Linked DNA regions of Mus musculus: region 2 is linked to region 1. Evidence: chromatin contacts called from public HiChIP or PLAC-seq data. All regions are on one chromosome and are shown on one strand. The core of a region is the stretch at or near the end of the contact, and the rest is flanking DNA. Distances in the headings are between cores, read along the strand shown. Region 1 has its middle 4.9 kb from the start of Amz2. Region 2 has its middle 25 kb from the start of Gm42093.

Region 1 (4,151 bases), core at 1,155-3,654:
AGCTATCACGGCCCTCCCCCTTTTTCATGTCTTGCTATTGATCAGGTCTCACTTTGTAGCTCAGGCTGGTCTAGAACTCACGATGTTACTCAGGTTGACTTCGAACTGATAGCAATTAGCAATCCTCCTGCATCTACCTTCTTTTTTTTTTTTTTTTTTTAAATATATTTCCATCTGCCTTTTTTTTTAAAGATTTATTTATTTATTTATTTATTATATGTAAGTACACTGTAGCTGTCTTCAGACACTCCAGAAGAGGGAGTCAGATCTCGTTACGGATGGTTGTGAGCCACCATGTGGTTGCTGGGATTTGAACTCCAGACCTTCGGAAGAGCAGTCAGGTGCTCTTACCCACTGAGCCATCTCACCAGCCCCCTGCATCTACCTTCTAAGGGTTAGAATTACAGGGATGAATTCCTGCAACTGAATCTTTTTCCAAATCTTGTTTAAAAATTGTTTTAAGCACATGGGTAGGCGCTTAAACAATGGCACATGTGTAGAGGCTAAGGAGTGATTCTCTCCTTCCACAGTGGCTTCCAGGAGTCAAATGCAAGTCTTCAGGCATGCGCAGCAAGCACCTTTATCCACTGAGCCACCTCACTGACCTAAAAGTCTGAGTCTGAAATTACTAGTTTTTTTTTTTTTAATTATGTGTATGTCTGTGGGTAGATATGTGCACATGAGTGCAGGTGCCTGTGGTGGCCAGAAGAGGGCATCCAATCCCATGGAGCTGGAGTTTCAGGTGGTTGTCAACTGATTAGGTGCCTGGAACCAAATCCATGCCCTTTCCAAGACCAGCACACACTGAGGTGCCACGCCATCTCTCCAGACTACTGCCTCCATGTTACGTTCTGCTGCACAGCTTTCAAGCCTCACGACCAGTATGTTTTATGCTTTTTTTAATTTTATTTTTATATTTATTTATTTTATTATTTGGGCTAAACTCTTCTTCTGTAGCTCAGACTGGCTTGGAACTTGCTAGAAAGCCAGCCCAGGTGGGCCTTGAACTCAAGGCAGTTCTCCTGCCTGTCCGTTCCTGGCACTGGGGTTATAGGCATGGATCATTACACCCTATTTTAATCTATTTTAGGCTAACCTATTTTAACATGAGGTTAAGAAGTTCTCAACCATTTACTCCCTAGTATGAATTCATGTCCATTATATTTCTCTTTTTCTCCGGCCCTTAGCTGATATCTACTGTTAGCATTTCTTCTAGGCTCCGCCCCACAGTTACCTGGCAACAGCCAGGTGTGCCTGACTCACTATAAAAGGCTCTTCTTGACCCCCTCCTCTCTCTCTTGCTCTTCTTACTCCCTTCTTCTCTTCTCTCCCTGTCTCTTCTCTCCCCACTCCCCTCCCACTCTCTTTCCAAGTGTCATGGCCTGCCTCCTCTCCTTTTCCCTTTCCCTCTTCCTCCCTTCTCTCTGCCTTTCTCTGTCTCTACTACCCCCTCAACTCCCTTCCCCATGCCCTAGATAAAGATAAACTCTATTCCATGTGGTTGGTACCTCAGGGAGAAGGAATGCCTCAGCATGGGCCCCCAGAGGCACCCCCTTCCCCCACACCATACCACACCTCCATCAAACATACCCGTGGCTTCTTTTTCTTGTTTATAAAACATGGCATCCACTACCCTCGTTTTTTCTCCAGCCCTTAGCACTGCCCTGAGGAAATGAAACTTTGCTTGGTCAGGAAGCAGGAACAGGTGGGTAATTTAGGGTTATAGACAAGACAAGCCGGGTAACAGCCTAAAGGTAGGTACAGCAGATGGGGGGGTGGGTGTTGTAATGCAGGAAATAAGATGCTGGCACCATATAGCAACAGGGAGGCAGGAAGATAGAAAATAATGATTTGATAAAAACAATTTGAACCTACGCTTCAGTTATGCTCAAAGCAAAGGCTGCGTGTGAAGGAGAAGGAGTTGACCATCTTCTCCCTCCACTGCAGAGAACCAACCTGCCCACCGAGGCCTAGAACTCAGAGGCCATGGGGACCAAACAGCATCACGCAGAGAAACCATAGATCCCAGAACAACACAGTTTTTGTTCCAAACAGCTAATGTCTTGGACTATCTACTTCTAGATTCTTCCATAATGGGCTAGCTTTGGGAGTGCCCAGGGAGAAGGGCCATTAGCAAAAATGAAAAGCAAGATATCTTTTAGTCCATTAAGTTAAAAGAGGATTTTTTTTCTCTCACTCTCCTTTATTATTTATGACTTGTGACTTCAATTACTGTTTCCCGGAACGCGTGTTATGGGTCTACTGTTTACTGGAGCAAAATAGATGCTTATCAGCGGGCAGGCAAGCTACAGATTGCTAAGTCGTCAGGGAGCCCTTGGGTCTTGTGGCCTCTGGGTGTCCTTTGATGTCATATGAGGTGAGTTGTTTTTTTGTGCCTCTGACGGACGGTTCCTAAAACCTGTCGCTGTCTGATATGAAAACGTAGAGACGCACATATCCACGTATGTGTCTGCGATTTATATACAAAATCTGAAACGTCCACATGAACTGTGTGTGAATACAGTCAGCCCAAACTGAAAGGGAGGTCAGCCTTTTCGTTGTTTTTTCACTTTAAGAACATCACCTGCAAGAAAAAGTTAGCGGTTTAGTGTATGAATGGGTGAGGGGAACAAGCCTCAGGGTAGTGGCCCCTGTGACCACTGGAGGACGCCCATGACTCCCCCAACAACTTCCCCAACCGAGGCTCAGACCCGTGGTATACAGCTCCTTCTGAAAAAGGCTTAGCTTTTTTATTTTTTATTTGCCCCCCCCCCTTTTTTTTTCCAGTGTCTAAGGTGGGGTGGGAAGGTGTCGGCCTGTAGGAGACGCACAAATGAAAGAGGAAGTGTCTTAGCACTCAGCTAGCTCAGAGCAGCCACCCACACTTGTCTGTGACCTCTATGGAAACACTGTATGCGTCCCACTCCGTGTCCTTTCGGACTTTCTTGGGGCCGGTGAAGCTTGGTACCCAGCAGCAGCCGACTTACTATTGGGCTGGGTCAGGGTAAAGCCAATGCAGACAGAGCTCTTGCCCGGAAACGGAAGACAGGGCTTCTATGCTTGCTAACCCCCAAGCATGCTTCAGTGCTTCTCCTGCACGAGCTGAAAACCACGTAGCCCCAGTGACGTGGTACCAGGGACTGCCTTGCTTGTTGTACTCTCTGAGGATGCTGTCAGCCACCACACCCTGCCTCAAGCTCTCTCTCCAGGCAATCTTTTGCGTCCTGGTGGAATGACTGTGGGGGGTCGTTTGCCCTTTTGCTAAATCCAGAGTCCTGAGCACCCTGGGGCAGGGATTGGAAAATTTCTTGTTGAAGAGGAAACCAGCAGGTGTACCTCCAAGTGTGACATTAGCATCATTTCAAAACATTCCTTGTGCAAGGTAGAAAATCCGACAAAATGAAGAAAGGCAGTTAGACACACTAGAAAAGGACAGAAGAACAAGTTAATGAACAAACAAAATCACACCTGCCCCTTCCGCCCAGAAAGAACCCTTGTGAACCTCGGCTGAGTGTACAACTTCCTGCTGCTTTGCGTTTTGTTTGTCTGTCTGTTTGTTTCAACAAAATTGGGACAATGAGGGAGTTTGCAAATACCATGTCCTAGTGGTCCAGTTTACTTCTTACTCCAGACAGTACAGGGCTCTTGAGTTTAAGGATGCTCACTGCTGTCCTGTTTATAATCCTGAGAACTAGACAAGTCATAATCTCATAAAAGACTCTGTTGTCATTAGAAAGATTAAATTCATGCTGCAGTAACATAGAGGGATGGCCAAAGGTCTCCAGTTTTGGCTTGCTCTGGTTTGGTTTGGCTTTTGGAGACAACACCTTGCTGTAGCCCGGGCTGGTATAAATCTGAGGACCCTCTCACTTCAGTCTCCCTGAATGATGGGATTACAGGTGTTTGTCACTATGAAAAAAATGTTTTAATTTCAAAACTATATATAACATTGATACTATTAATATAAAAACATGGGTATACATGCATAATGTTTGCTAAAACATCTATCTAAAGGGTAGACTGTCTGTGCTATTCATTCATATTTTTATTATTATTCTATATTTCTAGAGCTAGCAGTCTTGGCTTTATATTTTTAAAAACCTATTCGCTTTGAAAAATTATTGTCATCTCTGCTTATTGATATGAAGTGT
Region 2 (4,183 bases), core at 1,530-4,029, 340 kb before region 1:
CTTGACCCAGAGATTTTCATTTAGTAACCCATACCTTCTTGGAGTATCATTGTCCACCCTTGGAGGACATCTGTTCAAACTCCTTTTAAAAACATACACTACATTTTTTTAAAAGACTTGTTTATTTTTGTTCTGCGTGTATGTGTTTGCCTGCTTGTCTATGTGTGTATCCTGAGATGTCCTGGAGGCAGGCCAGCATGCAGCATCGGATCCTCTAGAACTGGAGTTTTAGGAAGTTGAAAGCTGCTTGATGTGGGTACAAGAAAGCCATCCAAAACCTCTGCAAGAGTGACAAGTGTTCTGACCACTTCTCGGCCAGCCCTATATTGGGTTTTCTAATTACTTTGCAAACTAGTGAGTTTCTGTAAGGCTTCTTCACACATCCTTAGTTTAGGTTAGCCCGCTCCTTCCTACTCTCCCTTCCCTAGCACCTGTATCTCATCTTTGCTTACACCTTTGACCGGGGGTACTTCCTCAGTTCTTCTGTGGTGCTTGTCTTCCTGCTGTCCCCTCTGACTACAGTGTATACTGACCACCTGTGTCTAAGAGGGCCTTGATTTGTGATCTCCTTTTGTTTGTTACTTTAAATGCTTCCTGAAACTGTTGCCATGTGGAACACAGTGTTCGGGTAACCTGCATTTGTGCCCATGGGCTATGGTCACTCGTGTTCAGCTCCAGAATAAACACTCTTACTCTCTTTGAGGGGAGCGCTGTTTCCACATTGACAGGCAATCATTGCCCTCTTCTACCCTTGACAGGGCTGCATATGATTCTGTAATAAGCCCTGCTTGTCTTCTAATCTACCTCCTGTGCATCTCCTTTGAGTTCTTTCTACAGAGATCACAGCCCTGGGAAGCTAAAGGAAGCCAGGGCAAGATCCCAGAAATGCAATCAAAACGCCTCCTCCAGGGACTTGGGAAAAAAAAAAAACCTCAGGCTCACTATTGACTGGAGCTATAAATGTTAACCCTATGGTGACATGATAAGTATCCTTTTTACACTTATCAAAGGTTGTGTGTGTGTGTGTGTGTGTGTGTGTGTGTGTGTGTGTGTGCGCGCGCGCGCGCGCGCGCTAAGCTTCACCTACTCTTGTCCTAACTCAATAGACAAAATGAATCCAGGAAGATTGAAACTGAACTATTTTATTATTTATGGCACTTTTCTCTCTCCACTTCCCACTCCCCTTTCCACCCTCCTTTCTTCCTTTCTCCTACCCTCTCTTTCTCTGATCTCTTTGCAAGCACACACATAAACAAAGGGTAGATGAACTCACAACATCCCGCTCCTCAGCACTTTCTGAGACAGCTGTAGGCTATCCTCAGCTTCCACTCTCCATCAGCTGTTTACAAGCAGAAAAAAAAAAAAATCTGACAGCTGAACAAAAGGCGGGGGCGGGGCAAAGAGATAGGCAAATCTCTCCATAAGCCAGCAGCTCAGTTAGGTGTCTAAGCCGATGCCAATCGAGTCATCGGGGTACAGTTTAGACATTTCAGCTTCTTCGTTATCTTTAGTCAACCATTATTCACTGAGCTTCCATCTTAAGAATCAGCTATTCGGAAGTAACCACTTACAGGGAGCTAGCTGATTGCCCAACCCCTACTGGACCGCAGTCCTTTTCCAAGCCATCACTTTCCTCACTGAGAAGTACATTATGGGATTGATATTCTGGTGGTATACTATTCTGGTGTAAATTTATGGAAAGATAAATTGTCTCAAAACCTCACTGTAATGTTGAACAAAATTTAGGATGCGTTCAATAGTTGAGAAGAGAGGCTTACAAGATTCCAGGTGATTGAACCATATTTGAACCCTAGCACAGCTGAAGGTCCATCATCTACTTATTTTTAAGATGTGTATGTTTCACATCTGAAACATACTGAGTCTGGAGCTAGATGAGAAGAAGCCCATAAGTGATCTTCATTCATGAATGCAAGGTAAGACAGACATGAGAGGGATTGCTGTTTGCCCAGCTGGTTTCCTGACTCGCTTTGCTGATTACAGTTAAGTGATTGGATGAACCTCAGAAGACACTTTGAACTTTGGACTTTTAACATTGTTCAGACTGCTATAGACTATGGGGACTTTGGAAGTTGGATTAAATGTACTTTTTCCATTATGCTATGACTCAATATGGCCCCCATAGACTCCTGTGTTTGAACAACCCTATGGGTTCCAGCGAATGGAATGTGATGGTTTGTATATTCTTGGCAAAGGAAAACTGGCACTATTAGGAGGTGTGACCTTGTTGAAGTAGGTGTGTCACTGTGGGAATGGTCTTTAATACCCTCGTCCTAGCTGCCTGGAAGCCTGTCTTCTCCTATTTGCGTTTGGAACAAGATGTAGAACTCTCAGCTCCTCCTGTACCATCCCTGCCTGGATGCTGCCAGGATCCTGCCTTGATGATAAGGGACTGAATCTCTGAACCTGTAATCCAGCCCCAATTCAATGTTGTCCTTGATAGAGTTGCCTTGGTCATCCTGTCTGTTCACATCAGTAAAACCCTGAGACAAGGTTGGAACACTTACCTTGGCAGTAACCAGCAGCTCTCTAATTGGACTTAAGGCCCAAACAACAAGTGGAAAAGCCTGCCTGGTACTGGAAACCTTGCCAACTGCCAAGGGCTAGTGAGGCCATGGTTCCTGGAAGAGAGCCCACAAATGCCACTCTACTAAACCAGTATGATCCCTAGCTGCATTCTAAATGTTTGTCCTTATACCCACAGGTAAATGCAGGTCTCACCCCTCTTCCAGGAAACTTCTCTTTGCAACAGACAGAGACCACTGCAGAAAACCACATCCGATCAAAATGAATTGTGAAACCCAGTCACAACTGATACATCTACAAAACAACTCCTACACTTAAGGCTCATGGATCATTGCAAAAGAAGGGATGGAAAGATTCAATCAGCCAGAAGACAAGACATTTGTCGTAAGATTGCATATATCTCTGTGTGTGTGTGTGTGTGTGTGAGAGAGAGAGAGAGAGAGAGAGAGAGAGAGAGAGAGAGAGAGAGAGAGAGGTCATATGATCTGAGAAGGGTGTGTGTGTTTCTCAACAACTAAAGAAAAAGAGGCTATAAATTTGAAAGAGATCAAGGATGGGGCACATGAGAGAGTTTGGAGAGACAAAAGGAAAGGAAGAAATTATATAATTATACTCTCAAAAATAAAATTATTTTTTAAAAAGAAGTCTATTATTTTATAAACTAGCTAAACCATGATTTTAAAGGGGTAAGCTTGATTGTAATGATTTTCCATTGATGCTTAAGGCTGCTCCCAGAAGTCAAGTCTTTCTAAGAAAAATCCCAGCGCCAGGTACAGGATGCCTCCCTACAAGATTTTGGTATGTACCATATCCCTCAGAGGCTTCCTTAACAACATAAACTACTGTCATCACTCTTGGATCCCAAATGGGACTAAACAGTAAGACCATTGCTGAAGACACTACACACTCTGGATATAGAGCCCAAAGGAAGCAAGTAGGAACTGAACTTCAAGTCTCTTCCATGATGGTTAGCGCTCACAGTTCCAGGAGATACCACGAAGGCTGTTGAAGGAGATAAGCCACCAAGCATGACACCCAACTATAGAGTCTGGATGCTACAACACTTCACTGCTTGCTGAGCGGTGCCCACTGGTACAGTCATAGCATAAAAAATGTCTCCAGGTATCTAACCACTTCCAGTTTGTGTCTTTCAAATGGGACAGACAATCCACATCTGACGTAAATACTAACAACTCTAAACAGTTATCATAGTTATCAGAGCTTCTTCCCACCAGATATCTAGCCCAAACCATTGGTATTTGTTCTCTGGCAGTGATAGAGACCACCTATCTGAGAGCAAGAGGTTGTCTCTTCTCAGGCAACGTGTCCCAGCTTAGTTATGGCTACCATCTTCCTTTGTCATCATAGGGTCTCTCTTCTGAGTGTATGCTCTTGTACCTTCTCCTTAAAAGATAATTTTTAGGTTAAAAGCTCACCCTAATGACTACATGCAGCCATACTTACTGCCAACTGGCCTAACTCCCATTGGAGCCAGGCTCTCAGATATTGAGAGTTTCAGCCTGAACAAGTGAACCAGGGGACACAAGGCAGCCCATAATAGTCATAAATGTTCTAACCACTCAATGTGTACTTTTTTTAAAAACATATTCATTGACCCCTCTTTGTCTCCTTGACTTTG

Evidence for each region. HiChIP or PLAC-seq counts read pairs in DNA pulled down with a chosen protein or histone mark.
Region 2: a BATF HiChIP or PLAC-seq map of CD8 T cells shows a contact between it and region 1, with 6 read pairs. The contact joins two enhancer-like sites. A contact is called at or near these places in 1 of 39 promoter capture datasets (hippocampal neurons) and 1 of 115 datasets of contacts at active chromatin or transcription factors (CD8 T cells).

Annotation. Positions count from the first base shown.
Region 1 is chr11:109,418,999-109,423,149 of GRCm38.p6, reverse strand. No RefSeq gene overlaps it. Among named protein-coding and RNA genes, the nearest start is that of Amz2, 4.9 kb to the left of the region's middle. Within about 2 kb of position 2,404, at least 129 of the 459 cell types and tissues checked have an H3K27ac peak or open chromatin away from gene starts, as enhancers often do. A contact at or near this core is called in CD8 T cells, where this site is marked.
Region 2 is chr11:109,757,412-109,761,594 of GRCm38.p6, reverse strand. No RefSeq gene overlaps it. Among named protein-coding and RNA genes, the nearest start is that of Gm42093, 25 kb to the right of the region's middle. Within about 2 kb of position 2,779, at least 17 of the 459 cell types and tissues checked have an H3K27ac peak or open chromatin away from gene starts, as enhancers often do. A contact at or near this core is called in CD8 T cells, where this site is marked.